Linked DNA regions of Mus musculus: all the other regions are linked to region 2. A link is a contact called in public HiChIP or PLAC-seq data. All regions are on one chromosome and are shown on one strand. Each heading gives the region's core, a stretch centred on a gene start, on an enhancer-like site or on the middle of the called end of the contact. The rest is flanking DNA. Distances are from core to core; before and after follow the strand shown.

The links. HiChIP or PLAC-seq counts read pairs in DNA pulled down with a chosen protein or histone mark.
Region 1: a contact with region 2 is called in an H3K27ac HiChIP or PLAC-seq map of embryonic stem cells, with 5 times the contacts expected there. The contact joins the promoter of Ldhc here to the promoter of Spty2d1 in region 2. A contact is called at or near these places in 1 of 39 promoter capture datasets (stem cell-derived epiblast-like cells), 14 of 484 Hi-C or Micro-C datasets (CD8 T cells, the HL-1 cell line, LSK cells and 7 more), 3 of 115 datasets of contacts at active chromatin or transcription factors (bone marrow-derived macrophages and embryonic stem cells) and 3 of 9 other capture datasets (adipose tissue, embryonic stem cells and liver).
Region 3: an H3K4me3 HiChIP or PLAC-seq map of bone marrow-derived macrophages shows a contact between it and region 2, with 4 times the contacts expected there. The contact joins the enhancer-like site here to the promoter of Spty2d1 in region 2. A contact is called at or near these places in 2 of 39 promoter capture datasets (macrophages and neural stem cells), 4 of 15 datasets of contacts at CTCF or cohesin (CD8 T cells, the NIH/3T3 cell line, embryonic stem cells and 1 more), 23 of 484 Hi-C or Micro-C datasets (B cells, the C2C12 cell line, the G1E-ER4 cell line and 15 more), 43 of 115 datasets of contacts at active chromatin or transcription factors (CD8 T cells, DN3 thymocytes, the HPC-7 cell line and 26 more) and 4 of 9 other capture datasets (adipose tissue, liver, macrophages and 1 more).

What each region holds. Positions count from the first base shown.
Region 1 is chr7:46,859,434-46,862,683 of GRCm38.p6, forward strand. It overlaps Ldhc (lactate dehydrogenase C), which reads left to right and starts at 1,830. Exons shown (of 8, transcript NM_013580.4): 1 at 1,830-1,868; 2 at 2,330-2,462. The coding sequence starts at 2,337. Gm39011 (a long non-coding RNA gene) reads right to left here and starts at 1,811. Exons shown (of 3, transcript XR_882073.3): 1 at 1,731-1,811.
Region 2 is chr7:47,006,387-47,009,808 of GRCm38.p6, forward strand. Spty2d1 (SPT2 chromatin protein domain containing 1) reads right to left here and starts at 2,028. Exons shown (of 6, transcript NM_175318.4): 1 at 1,689-2,028. The coding sequence starts at 1,748. It overlaps Gm32031 (predicted gene, 32031), which reads left to right and starts at 2,168. Exons shown (of 2, transcript NR_166573.1): 1 at 2,168-2,207; 2 at 2,338-2,622.
Region 3 is chr7:47,156,349-47,159,883 of GRCm38.p6, forward strand. No RefSeq gene overlaps it. Among named protein-coding and RNA genes, the nearest start is that of Ptpn5, 26 kb to the left of the region's middle. Within about 2 kb of position 1,598, at least 32 of the 459 cell types and tissues checked have an H3K27ac peak or open chromatin away from gene starts, as enhancers often do. A contact at or near this core is called in bone marrow-derived macrophages, granulocyte-monocyte progenitors, pre-B cells and 1 more, where this site is marked.

The DNA of each region.
Region 1 (3,250 bases), core at 580-3,079, 150 kb before region 2:
CAAGGCTCTCCCGTCATGTGCAGACTACTGTTTTTCCTTTAAGAGTGTTGGGCCTGTTATTAAGCATTACTGGAAACTGAAGTTTGACAAAAGGACACTAAGTTACCATGAGCTGCCTACCATGAGTTGGGAATTATCTGATGCACCAGGTCAGACTGTTGGCAGAAATGGGGTTCGACAACATAGATTTCCACTCATCAAGGTTAATGCAGTTACTGCCGAGTGACAGAGACCAACACTGAATCCCCTAGCATGACACCATTCTCTGGAGTTTCAGCAAGCTGCAGACCCCTTGCTTCACGGATAGGACACTTTGCCCTTACTGGAGATGACTCTAGTTACGGACTTGCCTTTCCCGCACATAATACTTCTGCCAGAACCACGGGTGGGCTTACAGCATGCCATGTCCACAGTCATTGCTTCTGACCAAGAAACTGGCTTTCCAGCCAGAGAAATGTGACAGTGGGCCCAGCATGCTCATGGACTCACTGGTCTGCCATGTTCCACAGCCACGCTAAAGCACCTGTCCTGGTAAGAGTGAGCTGGCTCCTTGAAGACCCCATCACAGCACTGGTTAAATGGCAGCAGCCTGGAGGGCTAGGGAGAGCTCTCCAGAAGGGAGTGTGTTTGGATCAGCACCCATACACGGCACACTTTCTCCCATAGCCAGGACCCACAGAGCCAGGAATGAAGAGGCAGAAAAAAAAGAGTGGCTCCATTCCCCACCACCCTTAGTGACTCCTCAGGAAATTCTTTGCTTCTTGTTCCTGACACCTAAGTTCTGATGACCGAGAAGTTTTGGTTTTAGAGTGGAGATTGCTCCAGCAATGGCAGAGCATAATATTATTTTGTTACTTCATAACTGTAAGTTTGCCACTGTTAGGAATTGTAAATATCTGATGTGACACCCCCCCCCAACACACACACAAAGAGGTAGCAACCCACAGATTGCGAACCACTGCTTTAGAGAACCCTAACATAGTGTGTGTGTGTGTGTGTGTGTGTGTGTGTGTGTGTGTGTACACATGCATGTGCAAGCTAGTACACACGGAGGCCAGAGGATGCTATCAGGTATTGTTCCCCTGCCCCAAGGTGTCATCCACCCTGTTTTTTGAGACAAGGACACTCATAATTAAAGCTAAGATGGCTGTCTACGGAGCCCCATGGAGCCGCTGTCTCTGCTACCCCCATACATGGATTAATGACTAAGTAACAACTTACACCTTTGTTCTGGGGATTCAAGTCAAACCCTCACGCTTGCATTGGGAGCTTTTTATTGAAGGAGCCTTCTCTCTAGACCAGTAGCGATGTAAAAGCCTCCTAACAGCTAGGTGGTGGGGGCAAATCCCTTTAATCCCAGAGGCAGGTAGATCTCTTGAGTTGGGAGACCAGCCTGGTCTACAGAGTTCCAGGACGGCCAGGGCTACACAGAGAAACCCTGGCTCGAAAGCAAAACAAAACAAAACAAAACAAAAGCAAGCAAACAGACAGATGCCCCCAACCCTCAATGCCTACACACAGATGTAAGGGCAAAGGGTCCATAGGTATGCTCCTCAAACTCAAAGTTCTGCATTTCCTCCCAGCAGAAAAGTGGCCTTTAAAGGGATGCTGGCCAAACTGGCTGCCATCTTCTGTGTGGTCCCAGGGCTTCTACATCTTACACTAGAGGCCTTGGAAACCGTCTGGAGTCGTCTCCTAAAACCTGAGGTAGGCCATGCAGGTGCACGCACCAAGGTACCTGAGCAGGCAGTGGGCGGGGCTTGCGTGCTGACGTTGACTTTGTGACGTTCCTTTTCCGTTATAACTGTTGGCTCCTGGACCCAACAGTTATCCTGGTTTCTTACCTGTGCTGCGGAGTCAGCAGTAAGGTGTGTGTTTTCGGCCTCCCCAGAGGAAGTGGCCAGTGCCTTCTTTCACCTGGGAAGGAAAGCCATTGTAGGCCTGTGAGCTGGGGGGGGGGGGGGGGGGTAGGGGGGAGGGCCTGCAGGGAGGAGGAGCCTGAATGGAGGAGGAGCCTGTCGCCAGAAGTCATCTTTTGCTTCATTGAGGCTTCATTCACTCCCACACTCTAGCTAGAGAAGGCTTTTGCTTCCTTGTGCTCTGCGAACTCCATAGAGTTCCTAGACAGGTGGGATGATCCAGGCCTGCAATCCTAGCACTCTTGAGTGGCTGAGGCTGAGTTCAAGGCCAGCCTAGACTACATATTGACCTCCTGGCTAGCCTTAGATACAATGTGAAACCCTTAACACTCCTCCCTACCAAAAAAAAAGTTGTTTAATGTCTTGCCTACAGGAGTAGGTATTCACTGACGGTCCCTTCTACTCTACAGGCTCAACATGTCCACCGTCAAGGAGCAGCTGATTCAGAACCTAGTTCCGGAAGATAAACTTTCCCGGTGTAAGATTACTGTGGTCGGAGTTGGAAATGTGGGCATGGCGTGTGCTATTAGTATTTTACTGAAGGTAAGTAAGCAATAAAGCCTTCTGGCAGGAAATTAAGCATTAATGGAAACGTGTAAAACCTGTGGTGTTGACAAATTTTAAGTGTTGGCTACGTGTGGTCATTGGCACGGGCCTGTCATCTTAGGACTTGGTAAGTGGAGGCCAAGAAGGTCTGGAGTTCAAGATCATCCACAACTACAGATAACTTTGAGGCTGGGCTGGACTATGTGAAATTCTTGGCCAGAATTCAGAGAGGAGAGGAGAGAAGGGCAGGGCAGGGGAGGGGAGTGGAGGGAAGGGTAGAAGGAGGGAGAAAGGAAATGTTAAGAGAGGGAGAGAAAGAAGAGCAGGGAGAGGAGAGACAGAGAGGCAGAGAGATACAGAGACAGAGTCAGAGATAGAGACAGACAGAGACATAGAGACAGAGAATCAGAGAGATAGAGACAGAGAGAGAGTCAGAGATAGAGACAAAGGGAGACAGAGAGAGACAGAGATTGAGACAGAGACAGAGAGTCAGAGATAGAGACAGAAACAAAGAGACACACAGAGGAGACAGAGAGACAGAAACAGACAAAGACAAAGGCAGACAGATAGTGCCAGAGACAGATAGAGACAGAAATAGAAATAGACACAGAGACACAGACAGAGATAGAGACAAAGAGAGACAGAGACAGAGATTGAGACAGAGACAGAGACAGGCAGGCAGGCAGGCATGGTGGTTTGCAGTGTGATTCTAGCTGAGCAGTTTGCCTGAATTCTGGGATTCCAACCCTGGCCAGCTGAGCGCAGACACTCTCAGATCCTGATTG
Region 2 (3,422 bases), core at 778-3,277:
TTCATTCTCATTCTCTCTCTCTCTAATTCATTCATTCTCATTCTCTCTCTAATTCATTCATTCTCATTCTCTCTCTCTAATTCATTCATTCTCATTCTCTCTCTCTCTCCCTTCTTTTTTTTTAGTTTTTTGAGACAGGGTCTCTCTCCTTAGCCCTGACTGTCCTGGTGTAGACCAAGCTGGCTTTGGACTCACAAGATCCTCCTGCCTCTGTGAGTGCTGGTATTAAAGGTATGAGCCATTACACCCAACCAGATATTGGCTTTCTAAATCTGGGTTCTGATTCTTCCACAAGACAATTCTTGGGCACTAAAGCTAGTATCTGTTTTTGTTTTTTTGTTTTTCTTTTAAACTTTTCTCGAGATTCAAGAAAATTTAAGATAAAATACAGACCAAATTATGCAAACATGATTATGATATCTAACAGTAATGTGACTAGATAATCTACAAATGCATAAAGTACAAATGCATAAAGGCTTGTGCCCACAGCAAAACCTGCAAGGCTGATGAGATGTGGCTTAGCAGAATCTTATTGAGTGATTATTATCAGGGTGGGACATATATGTGTGTGTGTGTGTGTGTGTGTGTGCATGCATACAAATATAACTACGTTTACTCATTAATTTAGGTAGATATACTCAAGGGTTAAAAAATAGGCTGGATTTGACAGGAAGTGACAAGATAGGAAAAAATACTGCAACATACAAAATTAGGAAATGCAGAATCCAAGTGAGATCGCAAATTCCAACTGATTGACTCTAGAAGGTTCTTTTAAGTTGGACACTTCACAGATTAAATCTCGGGTATCACATTGCGATATATCGGTTTACAGCTGTTCTGTGGGTACCTTCTGGTGATCCAGAAATGAGTAGTTTATGCAAAACAGCTATAACCCCAGAAAGCAGATGTGGGACCACTTCAGTATTTACCTCTGAAAATACTATCAAACTCACACATTTACTGAGCAAACGGAACCTAAAAATCTGGAAGCCCACTAGGAAATGAAAGCTGAAAAAGGCTTTGCCCAATCCGTTCGCACAGGGAACCGATAGATCCAAGGGACATACGGCAAATAAAAGGTCTACCAGCACACCCGCAGCCCACATGATCACCTCACAGTTGGCTATGGATTTCCTGCAAAGCCCTGAACTCTTTCCAACAGAAGATACCTCCTTGGCAGGTGATACCATCTTTGGTTCAGTGGGTGGGGCCACGAACCGGAGAACGCTTTCAAGAAATCACAAAACGTTCACCTGGAAATCCGTATTCGACCCGCTAAAAGACCCAAAGGCTATCAGGACAAGTCCTTAAAGTTCTTAAAAGTCCCCGAGTTTCCTGACTATACTGGTCCTCAATTTAGGGGCTGAAGTTTATTCGACGCCAGGCGCTACTAATGCTACACAGTATTCAGTCAGGCGCGGCTTATCCCCCCCGACTTTGCGCAACTCTTAAAAACACCGAAAGCCGCAAAGCCTACTTTTCAGGGCACAGGAGCTGGCGAAAGCGACCCCAAGAAAGCGCTCCCTTTTCCATCCCCAGCTCCCGTGTACCCACACCTCCGCTAAAACTCCAGAAGAGGGCGTGCGTAGTTCAGGCTTTCCCGAGGCCGACAGACGCTCCCCGAGAAGTTCCACCCACCACACACGAACTTGACGCCCGGGTTTCCTACAGCAACCCCGGGGACTCACCGGTACGTGGTTGACACCTTGTCCTTTGGAAGCGATCAAGAGGATTTCCCTGAAGTCCATGTCTGGCCGAAGAGAAAAGCCCGGCTGGGCCGGGGACTCGGGACGCGGTGGATGCGAGTCTTGCCTCTCGCTGAGCCTAAGCGCTACTGACTGGCTTGCCTTGGTGGCCCTTCTCTCGCCGCCCCTCGACACCGACACTTCCGGCGCCTTCTAATGCCGTGTACCGCCCCCGCGCTGCCGCCGAATACGAAGTATGTGTGTGTATGTATACACACATACACACACACACTCACACACACACGCTCAGCGCCTCCGCAGCGCTCGCAAGTATTTGCGCAACTTCCGCTTTCGGAGATAAGACACGGAAAACGGGTACGTGGCCGTTGGCGTTGGCTCAAATGGGTGGGACTGAGGCTTTTACTAGCCAATCAGACGCAAAATGGCAGTTTAGGGGTGTGGCTAAAGGGGGCGGGGAGAGCGGTCAGCCCGAGGATCTTCGCGGCGAGAGAGGGTTTCAGTGTGAGATCCGGGGAGGGTGGGGTGGGAGGGGGGGGGGTGGAGAAGAAGAGAGACCCGACCCCCTTCTAGAGCTGGGCTCTGTAGGTGTCACGCGTGGATGTACAGATTCCAAATGACGGTATTCCAACAGCTGGTGCGACAGGTCTGGAGCAAGGGATCTCGGTTTCGTTTCGCTGGAGCCCCGAAGCTACGCATGCGCACAAGAATCCTGTCCCTGGGACGCCAGTTATCTCCTGGAGGCACCTGATGTTCTTTTAAAAACCTAGGGAAAGAGCGAAGACCTTCGTCACATGCCAAGCAGAACTTGACTCTGACGCACTGCAGAATATAGTGCATTCATTGGGAGTCTAGCCTGACTTTCTTTTGCGTTATCTTGAATTTGGTCATTTCGACTCAATAAAGTAGACGTGAATAACTAGGTATACCTGAGTCTGGGGGTGGGAATGGGCTACGGACCGGTTTGGTGTGATGGAAATACCCCTAAACTGGACTGTGGGGGTGGCTGCATTATTTACTATTTTTTGTACAGCTGAAAGGGTGAGTGTATACAATAGACCTTATTCTGTGATGATGTGAGCGCCTGTATTGGAATGGCTCCACTTCAGGCTGAGTAAAAGACCAAGATGAAGCCTGCCTTCCCCCTAGAATTTTAAATTTCCTTTCCTTTCCTTTCCTTTCCTTTCCTTTCCTTTCCTTTCCTTTCCTTTCCTTTCCTTTCCTAGACAAGGTTTGTCTGTGTAGCTCTGGCTGTACTGAAATTACTCTGTTGACTAGGCTAGCCTCACACTCACAGAGTTCCACCCGCCTCTGCTTCCCAAGTGCAAGGATTAAAGGCATGCACCATCACTGGCTGGCAGTGTAGAAATTTTTCTCTTCCTCAGCCTCAGATATCTTAAGAACCCGCCCCTAACTCAACATAATATTCCTTTTATAGATACTTTTTTTGTACTTATAGATGCTTTTTAATACATACGTATATACATTTTTGTGTGTGAGTGTTTTTGCCTGTATATTAGTAAGGGCTCCATAGAATACCAGAACTTAGTTGTGCACTACTAAACAGGGCATGTCTCTTCCATGTTAAATTAGCTCATCTGAGCTGCTGTAAATGTGTACCCATGAAACTGTCAGTAACTATATAGTAGTAATGAGCATGCGTATATGTGTGTGTGCGTGTGTGTGTGTGTGTGTGTGTGTGTGTGCGCGCGCACACGC
Region 3 (3,535 bases), core at 348-2,847, 150 kb after region 2:
CCCTCCCTTCTCCCACCTCCCTCCCTCCCTCCCTCCCTCCCTCCCTCCCTCCCTCCCTCCCTTCTCCCACCTCCCTCCCTCCCTCCCTCCTCCCTCCCTCCCTTCCTCCCTCCCTCCCTCCCCCCTTCTCTCTCTCCCTCCTCCCTCCTTCTCTTCCTTCCCCCTCCCTCTCTTCCTTCTTCCTTCCCTCCCTTCCTCCCTTCCCCTCCCCTCCCTTCCTCCCTTCCCCTCCCCTCCCTCCCCTCCCTCCCTCCCTCCCTCCCTCCCTCCCTCCCTCCCTCCCTCCCCCTTCTCTCTCTCCCTCCTCCCTCCTTCTCTTCCTTCCCCCTCCCTCTCTTCCTTCTTCCTTCCCTCCCTTCCTCCCTTCCCCTCCCCTCCCTCCCTCCCTTCCCTCCCCTCCCCCCTCCCTCCCTCCCTCCCTCCCTCTCTCACTCCCTTCCCCTTCTCTCTCTTCCTCCCTCCCTTCCTTCCCGCCCTCCCTCCCCTCCCCTCCATTCCCCTCCCCTCCCTCCCTCCCTTCTTCCCTTCCCCTTTTCTCCCTCCCTCCCTCCCTCCTCCCTCTCTTTCTTCCCCCCTCCCTCTCTTCCTTCCCCCTCCCTCTCTTCCTCCCTCCCTTCCTAGTGACTTTGAGGTTTGGATTCATTGTATTTTTCCTGATTTTGGCATCGTGGCAGTACTGATTACACACAATGGATTTGAAAGTGTTCCCATTTCTTACATTACCTGAAATATATTCGAGTCAGTAGCCTTCTCTGCTCCTTAAATGCTGATGCAATTCCTCAGTGAAGTCATCCTGGGCCATGGCCTTTCTCTGTAGAAAGGTTTCTTACTGTGAATTCGACACCTTTTACTTGGTGCAGTAATATTCACTATGTAGCTCAGGCTGGGCTTGAACTTACGTGCTCCAGCCTTTGCCTTCCAAGTGCTAGGATTGTTGGTATAACGCTGTACCTGGCTTATTTTACTGTTATCTGTCTGTCTGTCTGTCTGTCTGTCTGTCTGTCTATCTACCTACCTATCTATCTATCTATCTATCTATCTATCTATCTATCTATCTATGCATGTATGTATGTATGTATGCATGTATGCATGTATGTATGTATGCATGTATGTATTTATTTATGTTATGCTCTGAATGACTTAAAGCTGTAGCTTTCCCTGTAAGGTTGTGACTGTACTTCCTCCCACTGTTCTGGGTTCCTTCTTCCTTTTCAATCAGCACCCGCTTCTGCTTCCATACATATTTCATTTATTATTTGTAAAGAAGAACGAAATCACGACATTTGCAGGAAACTAGATGGAGCTGGAAATCATTATATTAAGCAAAATAAGCCAGACCGAAAAACAAATATCACAGTGTTAACTGTTAAAGACATATCTAGTGGGGGGAGGTAGAGGCTCTTCACTGGTCCAGTCTGCTTCTTGACCTTTTCCTTGGTTCCTGGATGAAGAGTTCCCCCCTCGTTCATTCACAGGGGGGGGGGGCATTCATTCACATTCTGTTGGGCATTTTGGGGAGCCACCTGGAGGGTCTGTCACTGTGGCTGCTGCTAACCGAAGCAATGAGGAAGTAAATGCTAGGGTTGGTGCAGCTGTTAACTGCACAGAGTGTAACCGGATGGAGCGGCTAGGAGGACACTGAAGCTCATACAATCCATACAATCCGTGACCAGCCAATTCTAAAGCAAGCCACAGATGAGGGAGACCAGCACTGCAGGCAATGGAGTCCACTGGGAACTACAGAGGATCGTGATCCGCAGACTGGGCTGGGCTGGCGCGGGAACCTTTCTGGAATAAGTACTCCGACACCAGTGAGAGTCGAAGACAGGAACTGTCACAGTGGGCCGAAGTCAGGACAGCTCCTGAAAGCTCCTGGACTTCAATGCCAGGCCCAGTTTGTATTCTCATGTTATACTCTAAAACCACACTGAGGGGTGTGGCTGCCAGCAGGTTGTGAAGGGCACCGACCCATTGTTTTAGCTGTTTTTCCAGGTCATTCTGATCCTGTAGTAATAAATATTAAAAAAAAAAAAAACAACAAACAAACCAAAACCAACAACAAAAAACAAACCCTGTCATGGGGTTTCTACCCACCTTGGATCATTTATGTTCTTGGATGAAAAAAACACACAGCCTTTATATTTTTAAATATGCCTTAGGCAGCACAATAGCTGGGCAGCTGCCTATCCTCCATGCTGTTAGAATCACCCTTTCTATCAATAAACCAGGTTATTACTTACTGTTCCATCTGGACTGCTCTTAGCTCCAACTGGCCAGCCCACATGTCCACATTATTATGGCTCAGCTAACCCGTGGTGGCTCTCCTTTTTCCTCTCCTGCACATTCTTCTTCTATTCCATAGCAGCTTCTCTCCTTCTCTCCTTTACCCCGCCTGTGTCTCTTCTTCCCAGCTACTGGCTGGCAGCATCTTTATTTACCAATCAGAATCAACTGGGGTAGGGTTCTTTCATGTCTTATGTGAGGACTCTCTTTGGGGCAAACAGTTTTGGGGGGGTGCAAATTAGCATTAGAATACAAGCAACATTAGTCCAACCCACTATAAATAGCAAATAAAGTCATGCTTAGCAGATAGGCCATACGAGTAGTGCATTAAGTAAATCACTAATAAATCAGTGTTTAATAATTGGTCCTTTCTACTGCAGTCTACTTCATTCCCCCGTCCTCCCCTTCTTCACACCTTGTGAATCCGTGTTGAAGAAATGGGTGGATGCCCCTGCTGAATCACCTCCATTGCATTCCACTGACTCTCGTGTACCTTTAGCCTTACTCCTTTAATAACTTCTTGGCATCTCCCCCACACTATTGTTGGCTGGTTAGAATAAAGACAGCATTTCCCATTTAAAACCGTGGCTGCGTCATCCTTGCCAGTACTAATTGTCCAGTCCTCTGGGATTTTGGAGGAACATTGCTGTCAATGAATCTATTTCATTCTGGAGAGTGACTGTGTTTTCCTGAACAATGGTTTTTCTTGATCTGAGTATAGAGCTGACAGTGTTGAACTGGTTGGATGCAAGACTGGTGTTCTCTTGTTTCTTGATTCCAAGGAATATTAAGAACTGCTGGACCTCACTTCTTGGGAGCACACCTAAGTCACGGGACACGAATGGGTAAGTCATGAGTCCACAGCTCCTGGGTGCCAGGTGTAAATACCCCTGGGGAGACAAACTGTGTACCAGCAGGAGCTACTGTTCTTTTAACAGTATCTATTCTTAGTTTGGCACAGCCCTTTTCATTTTGCACATATTGGGCTTTTCCTAAGTCCCAGTTAAGCCTGTCCCTTTGTGTTGTTAATCAGGCCCTGGGGGTATTTATTCCTACTCCAGGATAAATAACCTGCTTGCTTGCAAGCTTATCCGGATGGATGTCCTGACCTGGGTAAAGGAGCTCGGGGCTGGCATTACAAAAGCCAGCATTTTAAGACACATCTTTTCCAGATGAAGGGATTTAAAAAAATGGCCAGTGTAGCAGCTGTCTTTGGTTACTCTGTGGGTTCTTCTTTCTTCTGCCTTTCTCC